Regions from separate parts of the Gossypium hirsutum genome. Here all the other regions are linked to region 2. Evidence: chromatin contacts called from public Hi-C data. All regions are on one chromosome and are shown on one strand. Each heading gives the region's core, a stretch centred on a gene start, on an enhancer-like site or on the middle of the called end of the contact. The rest is flanking DNA. Distances are from core to core; before and after follow the strand shown. Region 1 holds the start of LOC107918623 (protein tesmin/TSO1-like CXC 3). Region 2 holds the start of LOC107919302. Region 3 holds the start of LOC107918537 (40S ribosomal protein S24-1).

The links. A called contact is a pair of places that touch in the nucleus more often than the background predicts.
Region 1: a Hi-C map of leaf shows a contact between it and region 2, with 1.8 times the contacts expected there. The contact joins the promoter of LOC107918623 here to the promoter of LOC107919302 in region 2. A contact is called at or near these places in 4 of 34 Hi-C or Micro-C datasets (hypocotyl and leaf).
Region 3: a contact with region 2 is called in a Hi-C map of leaf, with 2.0 times the contacts expected there. The contact joins the promoter of LOC107918537 here to the promoter of LOC107919302 in region 2. A contact is called at or near these places in 15 of 34 Hi-C or Micro-C datasets (anther, callus, fibers and 4 more).

The regions. Positions count from the first base shown.
Region 1 is chrD13:36,343,060-36,347,251 of Gossypium_hirsutum_v2.1, reverse strand. It overlaps LOC107918623 (protein tesmin/TSO1-like CXC 3), which reads left to right and starts at 2,662. Exons shown (of 11, transcript XM_016848214.2): 1 at 2,662-2,890. The coding sequence starts at 2,822.
Region 2 is chrD13:36,757,252-36,761,525 of Gossypium_hirsutum_v2.1, reverse strand. LOC107919302 reads right to left here and starts at 1,687. Exons shown (of 2, transcript XM_016848783.1): 1 at 841-1,687; 2 at 468-664. The coding sequence starts at 1,687. The coding sequence ends at 468.
Region 3 is chrD13:36,416,483-36,420,227 of Gossypium_hirsutum_v2.1, reverse strand. It overlaps LOC107918537 (40S ribosomal protein S24-1), which reads right to left and starts at 2,029. Exons shown (of 5, transcript XM_016848116.2): 1 at 1,790-2,029; 2 at 1,460-1,501; 3 at 1,186-1,356; 4 at 582-668; 5 at 139-492. The coding sequence starts at 1,861. The coding sequence ends at 460. It also overlaps the pseudogene LOC107919184.

The DNA.
Region 1 (4,192 bases), core at 1,413-3,912, 420 kb after region 2:
AAACACTAAAGTAAATTGAAAATGAATCTTATTGCTTACCTAAAAACTAAAATAAATTGATTTTTTATTATTTTATCAATAACCCTAACCCTTAAACCATAATAGCCTAACCTGTTAAACCATGAATAGTAACTAAGACTTTAACTATAAATTAATTACTCCAAACCACAAGCTGTAAATTAAACCATAAACCCAAAATTCAAAACACTAATCAAAATATAATAAACATTATATCATAAACCCTAAAATCCTAAACTATAGACATTAAACCTTACATACTAAAGACTAAACCCTAAAATAAAATGTTTTTATTTGTGGCGTTTTTCCAAAAAGCACCACTAATTCTCGACCTACAGTGGCGTTTATTATAAAGCGCCGCTAATGCTACTGAAGATCAACTCCAAACGTTGCCGTTTAGCCAAGCTTATTTGCGGCTTTTAGCAAAAAGCGCCGCTATATATGGGGAATTAGTAGCGTTTGTATAAAGACGCCGCTAGTGCCACTACAAGTCAAAGTTAAACGACGGCGTTATGCTTAATTATTTACGGAGCATTAGTGGTGTTTTTATAGCAGCGTCGCTAATGTACCGATCTTTAGCGGCGTTTTAATATAAGCACCGTAACTGCTTGATCTTTACCGGTGTTTCCAAATAAACGCCGCTAGTGCCACTACAGGTCAAAGTTAAACGATGGTTTTCTGCTTAATTATTTGCAGAGCATTAGTGGAGTTTTTGTAGTAGCACCGATAATGTACCGATCTTTAGTGGCGTTTTGTTATAAGCACCGCAAATACTAGATCTTTACCGGCGTTTACGGAAAAACGCCGCTAGTGCCACTACAGGTCAAAGTTAAACGACGGCGTTCTGTTTAATTATTTGCTGAGCATTAGTGGCGTTTTTGTGGTAGCGCCGCTAATGTACCAGTCATTAGCGGCGTTATTTTATAAGCGTCGCAAATGCTGGATCTTTATCGGCGTTTCCAGATAAACGCTGCTAGTGCCACTACATGTCAAAGTTAAACGACGGTGTTCTGCTTAATTATTTGCGACACTTTCCTAATGACCGGTCTATAGTGGCGTTTTTCTAAATGCGCCGCTAATGCTCCATTTGTAGCGGCGTCTCTTATTCAAACACCGCGAAAAACGCCGCTAAAAGTCAATTTTGGTGTAGTGTTTGTTTATTTAACGACCCTATAATGAATGTTAGGATACGAACCTATATTATTGTATGCAAACTTAGGTTGATGTGTGAACTCATACTTTATGTGTGATGTGAACTCACATTGAATGCTGTTATGCGAACTTATGTTAAGTGATGTTTATGAACCATTAAGATGTTGTAGATTGATATGTGAACACTTCTTCTATTTGTTTTATAACTTCACATGTTTTATATTATATGCATGATGTTATGACATCCCGTTGCAATATGTGAAACTTAGCACAACTTCTATGTTGTGAATTTGTGGTGTGTTGGAGGTTAGGTTGGAAGTTAACGGAGAGTCACTTCAGTGGCTAATGTGGCACGCTAGATTCGAGTCGAACTTACTTGACCGAGTTTGGGGTGTTATAGGAACAATTTACTTGTATTTGTTTTTATATATTCTTGCTGATAATTGTTGCCCATGTTGACTTTGTTTGTATGAGATTTATTTCATTGACGTCGATGATGCCCAATCAATGATTCACTACTCCTCTAATATCTAGTTTTCATATTTTTATTTCAGGTATATTATGATAAATACGAGAGGAAAAACCAAGGTCGTTGTTCCCGCCTCTAAAAAGTGGAAGACATCGGGTGCATCTTCATCCTTGGCCCCGACTACAGTCATGAGACACTTGCGTCTCCAATTTGGTCTGGGTCCACATAAGGACTAGTATCAACACCTTAAGGAGAAACCATTGGGAGTGGGTCGATGCATTGATTGGGAGGCTCTACAAGTGGTCCGTTTAGCGGCCAGGGTTCAGGTATTGATCGACACGACATCGTGGGACCGATTCTTTACTATCGTAGAGCCCACATATGTCAAACTCACATTGAAGTTTTGCTCTACCTTTTTCTTACAGTCGGCTATTTCACAGTAGGATGAGCCTTGCACTATTTCCTTCCGACTTGGGGGTACGATGCGTTACCTTAGCTTAGTGTCTTAGGCTTCGGAGCTGCCCTAGGATTATGTTCCAAGGAGTTTATAGATACCCCTGAGTTCCCGATACTTTTCAGGCACATCCATTGACCAACCCCACTTTGTTGGTCCGACATCGCCAAGATTGAGTTGCAATATAACTCGAGTTAGTCAAAGACAACATGCTTACCTTCGGCTTTGCGCTATATTCATGCCATTTTGGCCCACATATTGACTGGTCTAAGGAAGAACATAGGGGTCGTCAGTATTTTGGACGCCTATTTCTTATGGAGTATGGTTATAAATTTTTTCATTTTAATAAATTTTAATTTTTTTATAAATATTTATTTCTAGTTGTTGCAAAACCTTGAACCATAAATATTTGTCTACAAATGAATAAAAAGTCCAAATTCAACGTTAAAGTTCTTCATTTCACTTTGGGCTGGAGACATGTGATGGGCCGCCCCAATATTGATTAGGTTTTTACAATTTTTTAAATTTGCTTTTATTTTTCCCGCCTTCCCGCTTCCTCAATCAAAATTTGTTTATTTGTTCAAAAAGCATTTTTAGTTTCCAACAGAATACAAACAAATAAAGAAAGGGATTATTTGGCTGTCTTTCACTCTCTTCAAGCGCTGAGCCAGTGAGCTCTTAAAGCTTCCTGTCATCCTTCAAAGAGCGATGAAGATGTGGAAGCTTTGATGGAAAAAAAAATGGATACACCAGATAAAACCCAAATCACTCCAACTTCTAATCTTTGCAAATTTGAGGTATTTTTTTCTTTTTTCAGTTTTTATTATGAAATTGGGTTTTTCTTGGTCATGTTTGTTTACTCAGAAAGTTATGTTAATAACCATTATATTATGTGAAAGGATGTTGGTCTTTTGGGTCTTAATACTTAAATGTTATGTAGGATTTCTTCATGTGAACTTTTTTTTTTATATAAGAAAAGTTAAAATTGTTTCCTCTTTCCTTTGTTTTTTTCTGTTAAATTTTGGATATTCAGTTTGAAATTTGATGGGTTTCTGCCTTCAATCTTGTTATCGCCCTTAACTGTTTTAGGATAGATGGCTGTTATGACTTTTGGCCTTTAGCTTGTTGAATTGAAAAAGAGAGAACAAAATCCAGGAAGGGAAGGTCGAGATTTCCATTAATTTAACCAAACTTTTGCTGTTACCCGTTGGGAATATTATTTAAGGACTAAATTTGCTATTGGTCCATGTATTATGCATAATTTGTAGATCTAGTCCTTGTATTCCAATATGGTCACTTTTAATATTGTACTTTTTCAAATTTTAAATTTCGGTATTAACAAAACAATAATTATTAAATTCCTTAAAATCAATTTTACTATTTCCAAAAGCTTATACAAAAAATATATGATCACATGTGTAATAACATGTTAGCTTGCTATTTTCACATAACACTCGTAAAAGAACCCACAGCATTTTAGTTAATGGATTTAATGAATACCATTTGAGTCTGTCCTTAAATTTCAAATTTTAAAAAGTCTAGGATTAAAACTGATTAAATTGAAGAACAAGGACTAAATCTGCAACTTAAGCATAATATGGAATAATAGCAGAAATTGACATGACAAATTTAATTGGTATCATTTAAGCTAGGATTGAAATTTCAAAAATTGAAAAGCATGTATTAAAATTAACCAAGTTAGAGTACAAAGACTAAATTCTCAATTTATGCATAGTATAAGGACTAATAATAGAAATTGACCATTATTTAATCTCAAGTTCTCAACCATTTATAGTGGTTGCGCCAACATGGATGTTATGCAGAGTCATAGGAACCCTATACTCTTGGATGGTCGAGATTTTGCAATTGAATTATCGTATGCAAAAGAATTACGGTTGATTTGCAATTAAAAAACGTTGGCAATGTTAGTATTTAGTTTTATGGGATAATATGAAAAGAATATGGTTTTAATAGTCAGGTTTTGATTGTTTGTTTTCTATCATGTTGTTTTGACTTTTCATTTTTCTAGAAGTATTATATGCCATGTGTATCAGGACACGAATATTTGATATGATTTTACAAAGACATTCCAAATATGT
Region 2 (4,274 bases), core at 438-2,937:
TGGATAATTTGAATCTTAATAGACTCTTTCCAAACCACTTAGATGCCTCCTGAAAAACCAATAGCTTCAACACAGTGAGAAAAACTAAACCCCAATTTATCAATAATAGAAGTTTCTTTTTTACCGCTTATTCTTGATTCCAACAAAGATACTATATTTGGGCTAAATTATACATTATACTCACGAAAAGCTCGTAGAAATTTACTGCTAATGCACCCTTGACAGTTCCATGATTAAATCCATAAATAAAATAAAAAGATAAACATATAGTCTTACTGTCCAGGAGGATCAATTCTAGTCTGATGCTATTTTAATATGATAGAATCACCTTGGTTGATTCTCCATGTTATTAGTTGAAATAGTCTCAGCCAAATAGTTCATGGTCTCCCGTAGCAGAACTCCTGAGTTACTCATGTTTTTTTAATCTGCTATTTCGATTATGATTGATTTTATTAAGATTTTTTTTGTTATTCTCCCACCTCTGAAATTATCACCGTTCCATTCTTGTGAACCACTGCCTTCTCCACAATTAGACCAATGTTCCTTTCATCCTTAAAGTCAACTTTTGGTTCCTTGTTCTCCTTAAAAATCACAACTGTATGTTTGCTGGGATCAAGGTTGCCAACCCTCACCTCCGAAGCAATACCCAATGATCCATCTAATGCTAAGTATAGAGAAAAATCACATTTTTAAAAACCTCCACCGCAACCATTAATTAGCTCAAAACCTGAAGCATCAATCCCATCTTGCATCACCAAATTTTTTTTGTCGATAGCAACTTCAGGGGTTTGCTACTTTCCCAATCCTTTCATAGCCCTGTCCATATTAGGAAGGGTTCACCTTCAAGTGGGCCGTTAAATTCCAACATCTTGTTGGGCTCCTTTAAATTCTTTCTGGACTCGCCATTTCTAAAATGAGCACCACCTGCCAACCTGTTAGTCAAAACATGCCCAACATATGACCCACTAGCAGCATCGTTTAATCTCACTAAGCCAATAATATCTTTAAAGCCCAATTCGTTAGGTGAGCCTTTGTCCACCATTTTACTTACTAGTTGACCACTGCTTTGCCTCAAGGTCTCCTCTTTTTGGTGGTCCCCATTAATTATATCTTCACCTTTATTTTGCTGATTCCCAATCCCCTCAATCTTATCACTAGAAGAAACACCAACATTTAGATCCAATTCTATCAAGGCTTTAAACCGAGACCCTCCCTTGCACTTTTCCAGATTGTCAGCATTCATTTGTGGGGGATCCCTAACCTTCCGCCAAGATTTCCTTTCTACTAACATCCACGGCCCGTATGATTTGCCTTTCTCCACCATGCCGTCAATGTCCAGGTTCTGATTTTTTGATAATATTCCACTTTGTGGTGATTCATTTTTAGCGTCGAAATCAAATTTCCTAAAGGAGCACGCTTCTTTAACATGACCATATCTTCCACACTGAAAACAAACCATTGGTAAAAACTCATATTCAACTTTTTGTGCTTTACCATTAACCAGAATTTGAGAAACCAGAGGCTTATTCAAGTTGATATAGACCACCATTTGGGCAAAATGGCCTCTAGCTCTATTGTCAATGTTTATATCCAATTTCGCGACTTTTTCGATCATTCCCCCTATTTCCATCAAAATGTTTCGTTTGTATAGGTATCCCGGTAGACCTGGAAGCTTGATCCACGACATTACTACCTTCAGAAAAACCTTGTGTTGGATTAAAGGACACTGTCCATGGTTTGTATTGCTAAGAATTGACCGAACACAATCCAAGGGCCCCTAGAAAGGACTTTCTCACAATAAAGCTTATTCTGGAATTTGGCCAAAAAATATCTGTTTTCAGTATCCATCAAATGAATGGTGATGAATGCTTCCATAGACTACAAACTTTGGTCTGCAAGACCGAATACCCGATATTCTGACCCAAAAGTTTCAAGAACACTGTGTTTTCCATATTCCTAACGAGGATTTGATGGATCCTATCTGAAAACTCAATAGAGGGAATCTCATTCACAATACACTTTTGGATATCTCTTTCCAGTAAATCAAAATCCTATCCTCCTTTAATCTATTCCCATCGAATTCAATCTGTAAATCAAAATCCTATCCTCCTTTAATCTATTCCTATCGAATTCGGAAGATTGGTCTACTAGCTTGTCTTTCCAAGAGGTCGTCTGCTCAGCACTCAGATCAATCACCATATCATTACCTCTATCTCCATCTTTATCCCTAAAATAAACCTTTTTAGGGATTAAGCCTTCCACCGAGGAATCTTCAGTTCCAATATTTTCATAGAGAGAAGACATTTTTCTCACACAATTTTATTTTTGACAATGTTGAATTTAAACTCTTTAGAACTCTTTTTTCTTGGTATGGAAACATCTAATGCTTTACTATCTTTTTTGAAAAATTTCCTTTAGTTATCTCTAACGTAAATTTGGTGGTAGATTGTAGACAAAGATAGTGTAAATTTGTTTAAAAAACTTATAATTAAATTATCAATTATATGTTTCCAAAAGTATTACATAAAATTAATTATTTATTATAAAAAATTATACTCTTCATATTTTAAATTTTTCAACTGTAAATGCAAATAAATAGATTATATTTTTTTCTGTTAACATTACACTTACTACACTAGAAGCCAGTGAATTGCAGACTCACGAGGAATAATCAGGGAAGCAATACCTAGAATTCGGTAAGCGAATAAAATTTTAATGTTATAAAAAGCAAATCGAGAGTGTTTTCTCATCAAGCAATCCAACATTAAATTAATAGTTTTATAAAATAAAGAGAGATGGAGAGAATAAAGAACAATGAAAATATAAAAGTAATAGAGAATGTACTTTATTGATAAAAAGGGATGATTACAATGCTTCATTAGAATCTCTATTTATGGGCATAAGAAGTATAAAAGAAGTAGAAATCTAATTTTAATAACTACTAGAATTTAAAATATATCAAAACTTTATCTTTATCATGATGGACATCCACTTAATAAGATAATCATAACACTCCCCATAGGATATCCATTGGTAGATAATGTGCCTCGTTAAAACCTTATTAAGAAAAACCCTATGTGATAAAAAAACCTAATGAAGGAAAAAAGTACACAATCTTCTATTACAAGCTGCCTCTTTAAAAACTTTTATTAGGAAAACCCAATGGGACAAGACCTTGGTTAAAGGAAAAGAGTACAACTTGTTTTTAGACCCCCCCTGATGGCAACATTACATTACATCTTTGAGTCAACGCATTCTAATCTTGTGTAGTAGTCTTTCAAATGTTGAAGTTGGCAATGCCTTAGTAACACGGTCTGCTAAATTCTCACTAGAACGAATTTGTTGAATATTTATATCACCTATTTTCTCAAGATCATGGGTGAAGAATAATTTTGGTGAAATATGTTTCGGTCTGTCGCCTTTGATATAACCACCCTTCAATTGAGCTATACATGCTGAATTATCTTCATATAAGATAATTGACATCTTTTCCTGTAAAGGAAAATTACATATCTTCTAGATATGTTGAGTCAATAACCTTAACCAAACACACTCTCGACTTGCCTCATGCATTGCAATTATTTCTGCATGATTTGAAGAAGCAACAACTAATGTTTGCTTTGTTGAACACCATGATATGGTAGTACCCCCACATGTAAATAAATATCCTATTTAAGATCGACCTTTATGTGGATCCGATAAGTATCCAGCATCAGCATAGCCGACTAATAAGGATTTTGAATCATTTGAATAAAATAACCCATATCAATAGTCTTTCAAAGATATCTAAATAAATATTTAATTCTATTCCAATGTCTATGTGTAGGAGAAGAACTAAATCTTGCTAACAAGTTTACAACAAAAGCTATATCAGGTCTTGTGTTGTTTGCAAGATACATAAATGCCTCTATGGTTCTTCAGGACTAAGAAACTTTTTACTATCCTCGCAAGGACCAAATTGATCTTTATTCACATCTAACGATCGTACAACCATCAAAGTACTTAATGGGTGTGCTTTATCCATGTAAATTTTCTTTAGTTTCTTTTCCATATAAGTTGATTGATGAACATGAATTCCATCTTTTAAATGCTTGATCTGTAAGACAAGACAAAACTTTGTTTTTCCAAGATCTTTCATCTCAAATTCTTTCTTTAAACAATTTACTGTATTTTGGAGCTCTTTAGGAGTTCCAACAATATTTAGATCATCAACATAAAAAACAATTATCACAAAATTTGATCCAAACCTTTTTATAAAGACACATGGACAAATT
Region 3 (3,745 bases), core at 780-3,279, 340 kb after region 2:
GAAAACTATTAACCTAACATATCCGGAAATATATATAATAATTACACATGAATTTTACCTTTAAAAATCTTTACACATGAAAAAAGTCGTTCAACATATTCATTCGGACAAATTAGTAAATCTATTCATGGAAGGACATCCAAAAAAGTGTTGCATATCTATTCATAAAGTGCATTTAAGATTTTCTTGCATCAACTACCTTTTTTTTTTTTGGATTCAAGATTTGGTAGGATGATAGAGCAAGTACTGCCTGACAATATCAATGGCAAAACATGGGATATTTCAAAATCTGCCATGAAAGAATTCTCAAAATAAGAAAAATCAGATCGTAATAATATAACTAAACATCAGATAACAACACCAAAAATCTGGTTTCCAAAACAAAAGATTCAAGAACCCTAAAAAACAATGTTGAAAAGCATTGGCTCTGTGATAAGCACGAGTTTTGCCTTTTAGCTCTCACTTCTTCTTTGCTGCTTCACTGGCCTTGGTCTATTTGAAACAAGCAAAAACAGTTAGTCAGACGTTTACAAAATGACAGCAGTTCAAGTAAGGTAAGTAAAAATGTCGATCAATCTTACCTTCTTTACTCCACGGATCTTCTTAGCCCTGTTCTTCCTTTCCTTCATTTGTTTCCTCGATTTCTCTACCTTGGTATCGAGTCCATTCTGAAACAGCAGCATAAATAATTAGTTTCTTACATTACATAGGGACCTTTTCAAAGAGACACCGATATAGTACAACTCAGAACAACCACTAGGAATACAAAAGGTATGAAATTGGGAAAAGGCCTTCAGAGTCAATAATGAAAACTGGCTCAAGCTTTCTTCATTAGCAGGCAGTCCTCAAGCACAAATTAGAGCACCAAACTCTAGTTCCAAATACAACACTTTAAGTGCTAGGTTGACTCCATGCACTATAGTCTATGTTACTTGGACTTAGCTAAGAGTGTTAGGTACGAATATGTTTTAATCTTTTCTAAGTCCAAACATGGGTCAGATACAAGTACTTCAACAAAAACAAAGAGAGGGAGTATAACATAGAATTGAGCAATGCTTAAAGTGTGAAAAGAGAATTCTGCAGATAAAGTCCATAAGAGAAATAGAATTCAACATGTTAAAGCAAATGCAGCTCATACAACTAACAAATCCAGAGAAAATATAGAATAGAGCCATCAACAATTACCCTGATCAGCCTGTACTTGGGCTCGTACTTCTTGGCGTTCTCAACAGAATCATAAATCAAACCAAATCCAGTAGATTTTCCACCTCCAAAATGAGTCCTAAACTTGAACACAAAGATTGAATTGGGGTCCTTCACCTCATACATTCTAGAGAGCTTTTCCTTCAACTCCGCCTAAAGACAATAAATCAACAGTCAAAAAGCAGTTAATACAATCCATGGTACACGACCAGTTAAGATAAGATTCTGATATTATTGAAAAACATTAAAGATTTACCTTGGAAACATTGGGTCTTCCAGGATGTAGAACGTCAATGATCTAAAAAAAGGGGGGGAAAAGTCATGTTAACAATAAACTCAAACAAATATTTTTAAGCAAAGAACATATTTTACTATAATCGCATTTTTTAAGCAAAGAGGTGTATTGTATTCAAATAAAAATTCAAACAATGTTCTAAATTAAGCATCTTATCAGCAATGCAATAAAATCGCAAATTTAGCAACTATATCCTGTAAGTCCCTTATTTAATCAGATCTATAAATTGAACATTGAACATTGAACATTGAACTAAACTTGGCTAACGAGAGAAAAGAAAAGGGCACTCACAAATTGCTTCCTGGAAAGAAGCCTGTTGGTCATGAACTTCCTGGTCCTAATAGTCACTGCCTTGTCAGCCATGGTCAAGCAAAATCTTCTTATTTCCTTTCCGGCACAGGTCAATGGTAAATGCTCTGAAGGCTTTCAAAAGACGACAGCAGCAACTCAAGCAAGACAACGGAAATGGCGAGAATTTATACCACTGATAATTAGGGTTTTGCTTCTTTTTGGGGCTAAGCGAACTTTCTATGAGTAATGACACTTGGATTGGGCTAACAATTTTAGAATTTGATTGTTTTAGGCCTGACCCAACTTTCTAGTTTTGTTGGGCTATGCCAGAATTCGGGTATTGAAATTTCATCAAAATTGGATAATCAAGATTTTGTTTTGTAATTAATAATTATGGTGGTGTTTAAACTTTTTCTTCTTTGGAATAATACGTTCAATGAATTATAATTACGGATGGAAAATCAATCTTCAACTATCGATTAATTTTGAATTGATCCGTTCTGAAATTGTGACAGTATATAATCTTTTTAAGGTAAATTTAGAATTAGAACTTATCATGATGCATACACCAATCAGTAGAGTTAAGGATGAAAAATAGAGAAATTAAAAATTAATCCGAAAATTATTTCAAAAAAATATTTTATAGAAGTTAATAACTTTTTTTACTTGCATGAAAATTTATGTTTTTAGAAATATTTACGACTAGAGCTTATTTTGTTAAAATAAATCTAAAAATAAAAAATAAATATAAAAAACCGAAAACTAAATCAAATCAAAAAAGTTCAAACAACCCAACCTAACTGAACTGGTCTCGCTCTTACCGATCACCGAGTCTTAAATTTGTGTAAAAGTATTTTCTTCGGTATTTCATTTTTTTAATGATTTTTTAGTAGAGATTTACAATTAAAAAGGGTAATGTTATCCAAACTCTTAATTTTTTTTTTTGGTAAATATGCATGAAGGAATCTTTCAAATACACGAAAAAGTTAGGGAAATTTTTTTTAAATATTTCCATATAGAGTACATACACGAATCATTTGGAGAAAAGGAAAGAAAGATTTATGGTGCAAAATGGGTTTTCATTGTTTGATTTTCCAACATAAAATAATGCTTAGGATCTTCCTTTACAGATCGATTATCAACTGGTTGTATGTTGTCATCTGTTTGTTAGAGATTGAATGATTTGCTCCAAAATAGGATTAGGAGAGGGAAAAGGTGAAACATATACTGTTTTATCAAAAAGGGTGGATTTTCATTGTTCAAACACTCTTGCACATTTTATATATACCAACAGCATCAACTGGGACTCTGGGAGGGGTGTTATTCATTGACAGAGTTTTGAGTATCCGGATCGGAGTAGCTTCTATTCTTACAGTCATGGAAACCGGAGTCGAAATGCTTGAAGAATATGATATGAATCCTATTTGTTGATACCAGGTAGTGTTGGAGTTTGTACCAAAACTGTCCAAGAATCACGATATTATGAATGAACAGCAGAGAAGACTGAGAACCTGTCAAACACAAGATTGAACTTCTTGCATTACTGAGAACGGCTTATCTGATTTTTCGTACTCTTCGTCCAAATGGCTCTATCGTGCGCAAATTGGACTATGCTTGCAGCTCCCCTACTTGTCCCTTATCTCATGGTGATGCACCGATTTGGTTGATTCATTTGGTGCTCCATCAGTCATATAATTCTCAAATTCCTAAACCAGAAAATTAATCTCTTCGAATCGGCCATACATTGAAGCACATTCGTTTCTACAACACTGAAGAAGTTGCAAACCTTTGATGCCTGCATTTTGCGTTAAGAAATCGAAGAGGGAACTTGTAGATGTACGGTTGGTAGCACAATCGTGACAGAAGTTCACAAACCGGGGTGTTTCCTTGACTCCTTGCCCTGTCCTCCAATCCAGTACTAAGCAGGTAATTCCCCATCGATCATATCCACTATTT